Linked DNA regions of Ovis aries: region 2 is linked to region 1. Evidence: chromatin contacts called from public Hi-C data. All regions are on one chromosome and are shown on one strand. The core of a region is the stretch at or near the end of the contact, and the rest is flanking DNA. Distances in the headings are between cores, read along the strand shown. Region 1 holds the start of ZNF7 (zinc finger protein 7). Region 2 holds the start of ADCK5 (aarF domain containing kinase 5).

Region 1 (5,294 bases), core at 425-2,924:
AGACCATGGGGATCTATAACCCTCCCCCAAGAGCCTCAGGCAGGCCCAATCTGAGCAGGTTTGTTCACTATCCTGGACACACCCGAGATTGACAAGGGGTCAGCAAGAGGCCGAGGGTCTAGGTCCAGGCCCATTGGGCACGGTGGGTGCCCAGAGCAGCAGATAGGGGCCTCACAAGACGAGGGAGGGAACAGGGGAAGTCAGACTCCTACCATGAGGCTCGGTGCGTAGGAATCCACGTGTCCTGGCTGAGAGACCTGTTGGCAGTTACCAAAGAGTCAGAGGTCACGATCCTGGAGGCCCCAACCTCTCACTTCCAAACTCATCGAGGGGGTACCACGTCCTCCAATCCTTTACTTCCAACTCCAACTGTTCTCTGGCAGGGACTTGCGGTGGGGCCAAAATGGCCGTAGCACTACGTATCTGCCCTCCAAAGCTTCATTCATCTTTTGGAGGGTGTGACATGGAAGAATTACTCCACAAACATGTAATGGATAGTTGCCACGTGTACCAGGTGCTTGGCTACGCAATAGGGATGTGGCAGTGAACAGCACACAAGGACTCTACCTTCTTGGAGCAGCCTAGTGGGGGAAAGAGTTAACTGACCATGCAAACAAACCAAAATTACAACTGTGATGACAGCACACGTACAAGGGACTCAGAAAGCATTTAAACTAGGAAACTCTGACTTAGTCTGATGGGTCACTTCCCCTAGGTGCTAACTCGGTGCTAATGGGGGTGGGGAGGGAACGCGTAGGCAGCAGGAACAGACTGTGCAAGGTCCAGAGGCAAGGACCCTCCGAGGCAAGAAAGACTAGGGCTGAATGAGCCAGTGGGGCAAGATCTCAGGCAGCAAGATGAGTCATGGTGTGACGGGCGGCTGGAGTACACAGGAACCAGAAAGATGGACTGCAGGGAGAAGAGGAGGGGACACCTGACCACACCCCAACCCTCGTACAAAAACCTGACCCCTCTCCGGGCATCCCCCTGGGAGGTCAGAAAGAGAAGTGGACTTCCTAAGGGAGATTCTGACTCCAAAAGCGGCTTGAGGGAAGAAGCTTTAGGCCATGAGCTGATTCAGACTGCAGTGACCACTGTCAAGCGGTTCCCCACCTGGGCCTGGCCAGCAGCAGGCATGTGCCTCCCACTGCTGGATCCTGGGTCCCCTGTAGAGAAGTACAGGCTTTAAGTAGCAGCCGGAATTAAGAGAAAATACACAGCCTTCGATCCCAAGACATAGCCCTTTTGGCCACCTTCACGAAGTCTAGGTCTTGAAGGAGCAGTGAGAGAGGGTAAAAGAGTGCCCCCGAGGGAGATGATGGGTATGCAGGCTGGAGCATGCCTAGAACCGGAGGGGAGGCTACGAGGCTGCCGCGAGGCCGGATCTGTGAGATGACCCCTCCCGCTTCTTCCCGGCTAAGACGGACAAGGCTCGACCACCGCCCTACCCGACGCCAACGGGCTCTCAGAGCCGCCCGCTCCACCAGCGCTTCCCAGCGGAGAGGCCAGGGGAGCGCCGGGCCCGCCGCATCGGAGGCGGAAGGACGCGGGGGCCGGTAGGAGACCTCTTAGCCCAAGGGGAGAGGAGAACGTGGGCCGCCCCGACTCTAATCCACGCCCTCAGCACCGACTCACCCTCCCGGGCCCAGCCAGAGACTCTAGCAGCGCGACGACGCCGGAAACGGGCCTCGGATACTCGCCGCCGCTCGCCTCGCAGACTTCCGGTTGCTCTGGGCGGTTCGGAGGCTCAGCCGACTCGGTGGTTCCCAGCCGGCCCCCAATCCGGGGAGCCGGAGAAGGGGCGGGGCCAGGTAGCTTGGGAACCGACAGAGCCCGGAGCGGGCGGGGCGGAATCCGGTAAAGGGCGGGGTCACAGTGCAAGGAGGGCGGGGCTGAAGCCGAGGGAAAGCGAGGGCCCGGGCCCGCTGCTGTGTGGCCTAGGGGAGGGGAGCAAACCCGGACGAAGCCGGAGGAGAGCGACCTGAGGGTCGCCCGGGCCGGCCCCGCGCACCTCTGGTCACAGTCTGGGCCGCTGGTCCCCGCATTGGGTTCTGTGTGCGGGCTGCTGCCGGGCAGAACGCGCCTGCTGGGCCTGTTCCAGGCTCCAGGACTACAGAGACGCCGCTGCCCCAGCTGTGCCCAGTGGAGTACGGGGGCGAGCGGCCAGGTGGGGCGCAGAGGAGCCCTGTGGAGAGAGTAGATGTTCCTGTCCTTGGTGTGGAGATGTCTCGGGCCGCGGGCACCGCAGAGTGTGGAGGGGCACCGACAGCCCAGAGATGAAGCTGGGAGGGCTGCAGAAAGGGTGAGGACCACCAGGAGGAGCGGCCTAGACCGGGACGTCTGGCTGGGGTCCCTGGCTGCGTCGCGGGGCTCCAGGCAGCCGGACAGCCTAGGACCCGCCGAGAGACCTCAGGCGGTGGGCCCTCAGGCGAAGGGCGGCGCGCCCGGGTGTCAGGTCAAGGCTGCTCCTCGCTGTGCCCTCTCCCACCCCAGCTTTGTCTGGCTCCTGGGGCAGCCTGTTCTGGGTGTTCTCCCATACCCACGCGGTCCTGTGTGTAGGGGGAGGGCACCCCAACTTCTTCGGGATTCGGCAGGAGCCTCCTCTTCGGCAGCCCAGCTCCCTCAGCTTTGGGGATGACGCTGCGCGCGTCTTCGGAGGCCACAGCTTCCCGTGCAGTCCGGGCCCTTGGAACTTCTCACACTGGACATCCCTGGAGCGGCAAGGTTGAGGGGAGGGCCCTGACACCAGCCTCATTGATGATCCAAACCCTGAGGTCCCTGGCAAAGCCCCAGTGAATGGGCGCAAGCCCAAGGAAGGAGATGGACAGTCAGTTCCTGGACAGACTCCTAGGGGAGGTGGAAGGGAAAACTTAGTATGCTCAGAGTAACCAGCTCTTTTCCCTGGGCGCTTGGGCAATGTGGTCTGGGTCTCCCACCCCATGCCTCCAGATGGCGAACAATTCTCAGCTCTCCCATCTCCACGTCCTCCCTGATAACTCTTGACAGCATTTGTGCAAAAGATGAATAGATGAAGAAATGGAGAATGGGAAGGGACTGGGTATACACCTGCTTCTTAACCCTAACCCCTAGCCAAGTACTCAGGCACCCTGAGCTCACTGGTGTCCTGACCTGCTGGGTCCCCCTTCTGCTGGAGTGTCATCACACTGCACCATCTTGAGGTAGGAGGTCCTGGCAAACCTGGGCCCCAGCCTAGCCCCTCAAGGTGAGGGGAGTACTCCTACTCAATGTGAGGCTGACCCAGGGAGCCAGAGGGGGAGCCAGGGCTGACACTGGGATCTTCAGACTGATGACAGAACCACCTCAGCTGCCACAAGAGTCTGGCCCAGAGTGTCCACCCGGCAGACACCTGGGCAGTGTGGGAGGTGTGGGGACCAGGGTGCTGAGGGTGCTACCTGGGAGCGGGGTGAAGGAGGCTGTGTCTGTCCACTGAAGGCCATTCCAGGGCCTCCATACCTGAGTTCCGTAATCCTCACTGAGCCTTGGACCCGCTGAGCAAACAGACTGTTAACAGCCAGGGGCCTGCATGGTCCCCTAAATGTTCACAGTGCCTCTTCTCTGGGCAAACCCAAATCACTTTCCAGCTATTTCCAGCTTGGAATTAGGATTCTGCGCTGTAAGTGTTCCCAGGGGAAAAGCCATGCTTGAAAGTTATTTTCGAGGACTTCCCTGTTGGTGCAGTGGATGGGAGGGGACACAGATTTGATCCCTGGTCCAGGAGGATTCCACGTACAAGAACTGTTGAGGCCCACGTGCCTAGAGATTGTGCTCCGCAACAAGAGAAGCCACCAGAATGAGGAGCCCACACACGGCAATGAAGAGTAGACCGGCTTGCTGCAACTAAAGAAAGCCCACAAAAAAAAAGAAAGAAAGAAAGAAAGAAAGCCCACACAAAAGCAACGAAGATCCAGCACAGCCAAAAATCAATCAATCAATAATTAAATTATCTTCAAGAATTCCCTGGCAATCCAGTCGTTAGTTCTCTACACTGTCACTGCCGAGCACACAGATTCACTTCCTGATTGGGGAATTAAGATTCCACAAGATGTGTGGACAAAATATGTATATATATTTTTAAAGAGATGTGTTTCCAAGGCCACTTTCTGTGGTCTAGTAGATGGCACAAGGAAATAACACATTCAGTGAAGTGGGACAGAGCCGCTGAAGGCTGTCACTATCCCTGAACACTCAGGAATCTCCTACTGAGTTAAAATGTATGTGGATTTTGTTTTAATCAGGGATGGTAAGATGTCAGAAAAAGCAAAGAGTTCCAGAAAAACATCTATTTCTGTTTTATTGACTGTGTGGATCACAATAAACTGTGGAAAATTCTGAAAGAGATGGGAATACCAGACCACCTGACCTGCCTCTTGAGAAACCTGTATGCAGGTCAGGAAGCAACAGTTAGAACTGGACATGGAACAGACTGGTTCCAAATAGGAAAAGGAGTATGTCAAGGCTGTATATTGTCACCCTGCTTATTTAAATTATATGCAGAGTACATCATGAGAAATGCTGGGCTGGGAGAAGCACAAGCTGGAATCAAGATTGCCAGGAGAAATATCAATAACCTCAGATATGCAGATGACACCACCCTTATGACAGAAAGTGAAGAAGAACTAAAGAGCCTCTTGATGAAAGTGAAAGAGGAGAGCGAAAAATTTGGCCTAAAGCTCAACATTCAGAAAACTAAGATCATGGCATCTAGTCCCATCACTTCATGGGAAATAGATGGGGAAACAGTGGAAACAGTGGTTGATTTTATTTTGGGGGGCTCCAAAATCACTGCAGATGGTGATTGCAGCCATGAAATTAAAAGACGCTTACTCCTTGGAAGGAAAGTTATGACCAACCTAGACAGCATATTAAAAAGCAGAGACATCACTTTGCCAACAAAGGTCCGTCTAGTCAAGGCTATGATTTTTCCAGTAGTCATGTATGGACGTGAGAGTTGGACTATAAAGAAAGCTGAGCGCCAAAGAATTGATGTCTTTGAACTGTGGTATTGGAGAAGAGTCCCTTGGACTGCAAGGAGATCCAATGAGTCCATCCTAAAGGAGATCAGTCATGGGTGTTCATTGGAAGGACTGATGTTGAAGCTGAAACTCCAATATTTTGGTCACCTGATGCGAACAGCTGACTCATTTGGAAAGCCCCTGATGCTGGGAAAGACTGAGGGCGGGTGGAGAAGGGGATTACAGAGGATGAGATGGCTGGATGGCATCACCAACTCAATGGACATGGGTTTGGGTGGACTCCGGGAGTTGGTGATAGAC
Region 2 (5,279 bases), core at 531-3,030, 230 kb before region 1:
TTTGTCAGAGTAAATCCTAAGAGACCACAACATAAGGAAAAAATTTGTTTATCTTTTATTTTGTGTTTATACAAGATGTTCAGTGAATGTATTGTAGTGACCATTTCATGATGGATGTGAGTCTAATCATGCTGCACACCTTAAACTTACACAGTGCAGCATCAGTTACATCTCAATAAAACTAGAAGGAAAAAAAGCATTTTATTTCAAAAGCATTTATATATGTATGTATGTATATATATATATGGGCTTCCCTGGTGGCTCAGATAGTAAAGAATATGCCTGCAATGTAGGAGACTGGGTCTCGATCCCTTGGTCGGGATTTACAAGATAATGTAAAAATATGTAGTCATATATTTCATAAATATATATAGATGCAATAACATTTTAAAAGCGCTAAAAAAAAAAAAAAGAATAAAGTTGCGGGAATCCAGGAATCTCTCACACTTCCCAATTACAAAACTTACTACAAAGTTATGCTAGCAGAGCCTTCCCTGATGGTCCAGTAGTTAACACTGTGCTTCCAAGCAAGGGGCGCAGCAGGTTCAGTCCCTGGGTGGGGAACTCCGATCCCACATGCCACAGGGCAATGGAAACCCTCCAGCTGCAATGAAGACCCAAGTCAGCCAAAAAATGGAATCAATCGATACATAACACTTGCTTCTCACCAACTCACCTCCCTGATTCTGACACTGAGACTTTTACTGAGTCTTACTCTTCGCAGCAGCATAGATATGTATGCCCAAGTTCAGTTAGAGTCTATCTTCCTTTTTACCAAGACAGAATTGGAGAAATTTGCTGTGTGCAAGTGGCCTTGTAAATGGCCACACCAAGAAGGTGGTTCATTAACAGGCGTGAGTCACTTCTAGGGAACGTGGGTCGACCTTCTGGAGCGAATGCTTACAGAACATTCCCAGGGTTTCGCACTCCATGCCTTATAGGCAGTCAGGAAGGCCTCTTCCTAGCAGGCTCACAAACAGAAATTCGCTCGTAAAATATACATTATGTTTCTCACCTGGGATAACAAATAATGGAGGCCTTTGAAAGTCCAATCTGAGAGTTTTATAATAACTTCTAGGCATCACGGACTCGATGGACGTGAGTCTGAGTGAAGTCCGGGAGATGGTGACGAACAGGAAGGCCTGGCGTGCTGCGATTCATAGGGTCGCAAAGAGTCGGACACGACTGAGCGACTGAACTGAACTGAACTGACAGCAAACTTAAGGTGGCCTGCGTGGTATCTTAGCATCCTTAACTTGAGAGCCAGGACCTCATATTGCAGCAAGAAAAGCGAGGCTTGAGCAATTAGTCTCCCTAAACCATCGCTTGGAGGTCCCCACCCTGGGTTCAACTCCAGCTGTCCACGCTGACTCCCTAGTGGGGTCTCTTCTCCCTCCCAGCTTCCGCCCTTGCTGTGAACTCCTGGGGGAACAGGTGACCTGACCTCCCCAAGCCTCAGCTTCCACTGGGGGTCGGAAAAGACCCCAGCACCAGGGTCTGGGGACGACAGAGGAGATGGTTGATGGCATCACCGACTCGATGGACGTGAGTTTGAGCGAGCTCTTGGAGTTGGAGATAGACAGGGAAGCCTGGCGTGCTGCAGTCCATGTGGTCGCAAAGACGCACACGACTGAGCGACTGAACTGAGCTGAGCGGTGCCTGACCGCGTGCGTTGACGGAGCGCAGGTACTGGCCCTAAAGCTAGTGGGCCGGGAGCCGCCAGGGGGCGCTGCTCCACTGCGGCCGCGGGACTACTCGGGGGCGTGGCCTGTAGTCCCCGCCCGCCCGTAGGGCGGCATGAGCGTGCGCACTGCGCCCCTCCCGCAGGGCCTGCTGGGCCGGCGGCGGGTGTGGCGAGCGTGGAGAGCGGGAGCTGAGCTGCGGACCGAAAATGTGGAGACCTGTGAGACCCCGCGCGCTCGCGCCCCTGCCGCGGCTCGGGCCGCCCGGCCGGGACCCGCAGGGCCCAAGACTCGCTCCCCAGGGATCCTCCCGGCTGGCCGGAGCCCGTCACAGCCCTCAGGCAGCCTGTCCTCGGGTCCCTGCTTCAGCCCCCAGGCTCTGTGGGGGAGACGTCGGGCCTTCCCTGCCGCAAGCCGCAGCTCCGCTTCTCCGAGGCTGCTTCTTGGTGCGGGAGTCTTGTCTCAGAGGCGACTCTCCAAGCCTCCTTCCCCGCGAGGGACGACCCTCTCGTCCTTTACGGACGACCCTCCCCAGGGAGACGCCCTTTCCCGAGGCGACTGCCTGGCGCCCATCGCCTCCGCCTGCCCCGTATCTGCCTCAGACCCCTCGCCGCTGCAGGCTCTGACCGAATCACAGAGCGGACCCGCCGCCTTTTCTTCACCTGCTCCCTTGGGCACCCTTTTCTCCTTGTCACCAGCCCAGCCCGGGTCATCCCGGGCTGACTGCTGCCCCCCGACTCTGGGGAGACAGGACTTGCGGGGGCGGCAGGTGGGCTGACAGCTGCTGCGGCCCGGCTCTGTCTCGGGGTCACCCCTCCTCTCAGGCCTTCCTAGGTTTCTGCCTGGCCCTGAGCTGCCCTCCTAACTCAGCTTCTTTTGGTCCTGAACATGGCACCTGCCTTTCCAGTCTCTCCCACCCCCCCACCCCGCGTGGGACCTCCCGTTTTATTGCATCTCCACACCTTTCAAACAGGGTGTCATAGTTGTTGACCCAGGTCTTAGCCACTCCCCAAAAACCTAGCCCTTTTCTTGTGGTTGGTTTAGAGGTGAGGAGACTGAGTGGGGCTTATTATCATTTTCAACATGGAATTTTCTGTAGACCTGGTAGTTTTCTAATAAGCCTAGCCTGTGGATTTAGGTGTCAATACAAATGAATGTCCATTAGCTTCTGTGGCTTGTAGAGTGGCTCCATTACACAGGGGTGTTTTGTGGGTGAGATGATGAAGCAGTGTTAGTCTGAGAATCAGGTAGAGACAGTGAGTTGGTCTTTTATAGTTTATAAAGCTGCTTCACTCATTCAGGTCACTGAGTCCTCTACGCAGCCCTCGGGAGTGGCAGGCTGGCTTTGGCCCTTGAGCAGGAGATGCTCATGACCAGTAAGTAGAGCACGGCCCAGTAGGGGCTTCTGAGTCCAGACTGGCGCTGAGAGGGTCAGAGACCCTAGAAAGGCAAAGGACACGGTGTTCAAGGTCATCTCCATTCCCTTTCCTGGGCCCAGACGCCCAATTTCTCTTCCTGACCTTAAGAACAGTTCGGGCTCAGTGCTTGGCTTACTCTCCAGCTATGTGCGCAGGGCTGTTGACCTGCCCTTACACCGCCCATATTCTTGTCACCTCTTTGTAGTTTCAGGTCTCGTGAGATTCAGCAGTTGCTTCTTTCTCTTGGGGCCTGGCTTATCTGCAGTGACTTCAAATCTGCTGTGTCTCATCTACAGGGTGTTAGAAAATCCAACAGCTCAGCTTGTGCCTAAAACATGAGTGCAGGTGCTCGTGGCTTTGTGTTGATGTACACACTGAGTTTGTGAGCTCTGTAGTGTCTGTCTGAGTGACACTGCTGTATAGATTGTTAGCTGAGTTCCAGATGAGCATGGTGCACCTGGGCTGAGAAAAGACCCCTCTCATCTTGTCCCAAAGTGGGAGGCTTCGGGAGTGAGAGGACCACCCCAGGAAGGCTGCGTGTGTGTTCATGCTGCTGAGGAGGCGCCCTCTCTGCACCTGTTTGCTGCCGCTCTGGGTGTGGTACGGGTTACATGTGATGTGTGGATATTGCCCTGGACTGGTTTCTGGGAGTACTGGCTGCTGGCTCTGCCGCATTCATAGCTCCGTTACCCTCCGGTGTCTCCTGGGTGGTGGGGATATTTGGGGAGTCACCGGCATCCAGCTGGCATGAGCCAGCAGGGCCCCGTGGGGGCTCTGGTGTTGTCAGCAGAGGCCTCATTCTCCCGGGGAGCTGCTGCTCGCTCTCTCCTGACCGTGGCCTTCCACCTGTTGCTCAGCAGCATGGCCTGGGCCATGTGGGGTCCTGGATTTTTCTCCACTTAGCCGCCGTTTATCTCAGGTCAGCAAGTGTTTGTGATAAAGAATTTCTGCTGTATCTTGGAGATGATTAAGAGATGGCCCTGCCCAGCCTGATGGGGAGAAAGCCTGCAGGCTAACCTGTGCTCCTGTGATAAGGACAGTGGGGTGGGGTGGGGTGGGGGGACAAGAGACCCTGGTGAATGCGGGCAGGCTTCAGGCAGAACGGCAGCTTGGAGAGCAGGCCTGGGCAGGCTCCTCGCGGCTGCGCGGGGTCTGCCAGAGGGAAGGTCGCCCCGGGCGATCGAGTGAGGGGTCAGGGCTGGGAATGAGACAGTGCAGCCAGAGCGCCTGCTGTGGTGCTGATTCCTCAGGAAATGACAGAAAGCTGCTCTGGGGGCCGTGGTCAGGGACCGTTACTTTTCTGGCTGTGCCCCCTTGGCATCGGCCATGTGTCCAGAGGCTGTGGACGCTGGTCTTCAGCTTCCCTTCCAGACCCCCAGCCGGTGGTGGACAGTGGTCAGGAGGCTGTGGGAGCAGCCAGGGCCCCGAGCTTTAGAGTCAGTGATTCAGGTTTGGCCTTCTGTGAAAAGAACCGTGTGTTTAGTACGAACATGATATGTAAACTTACTTGTTAGGTGACTTGCCTTTTTCTCACTGGACTCTCCTACTAATGACTCCAGGGACAGTGTGCTCCACCCGGTGGCTGGTTTGGGCATGGGAAGGGTGCGGGCTGGGGAACTGGTTCGATTTCCCAGCTTCTGGCATCTCTGCTGTGCTGTGGGCCACGTGAGGAAATAAGCCCCGCCTCAGAAATGCCCGCCTTTTACTGAGCACCTGTTAGGTGCCAGGCCCTGAGCAAGGCGCTTTATTTCTGCCATCTTCCACCTTTCCAGCTTGGCAGGGCACAGCAGGGAGCCAACCCCCAGGCACAGAGTGCGGTTGGCAAGGCTCCTGGGCAGGCCTGTGGCGCGGTGCAGGGCTCAGCCCATGGGCACTCTGCCCCGCTCTGCAGCCCCTGTCGGCCCGGGGTGCCGTTCCCCTGGAGGAGGACCCACTGGGGCTGCACATGCTTCTCCTCTGGCAGTGTCCTCGCCATGTGCCCTGCTGAGTCTCCCTGATGGACTCTGGGCCTTCCCCAGGTGGGGGCCTTGATGGCAGTGCCCTCTCAGGGCACCCTCCTCACCCACAGTCTCCTGCCGCCCCTGAAACACACCCGGAGCACGTGTGCAGGGTCCCTGGTGGAGGAGGTGTGACCCTGGGCTCAGCCGTGGTCTTGGAGCCGCTGTGCCTGCCCTTTGGT

What was found. A called contact is a pair of places that touch in the nucleus more often than the background predicts.
Region 2: a Hi-C map of blood shows a contact between it and region 1, with 2.4 times the contacts expected there. The contact joins the promoter of ADCK5 here to the promoter of ZNF7 in region 1. A contact is called at or near these places in 5 of 16 Hi-C or Micro-C datasets (blood, hypothalamus and muscle).

The regions. Positions count from the first base shown.
Region 1 is chr9:13,294,516-13,299,809 of ARS-UI_Ramb_v3.0, reverse strand. ZNF7 (zinc finger protein 7) reads right to left here and starts at 1,674. Exons shown (of 4, transcript XM_060393589.1): 1 at 1,636-1,674; 2 at 213-257. The coding sequence starts at 215. LOC101116495 (BCL2/adenovirus E1B 19 kDa protein-interacting protein 3-like) reads left to right here and starts at 2,664. Exons shown (of 1, transcript XM_060393643.1): 1 at 2,664-5,294.
Region 2 is chr9:13,522,894-13,528,172 of ARS-UI_Ramb_v3.0, reverse strand. ADCK5 (aarF domain containing kinase 5) reads left to right here and starts at 1,780. Exons shown (of 13, transcript XM_060393591.1): 1 at 1,780-1,903. The coding sequence starts at 1,798.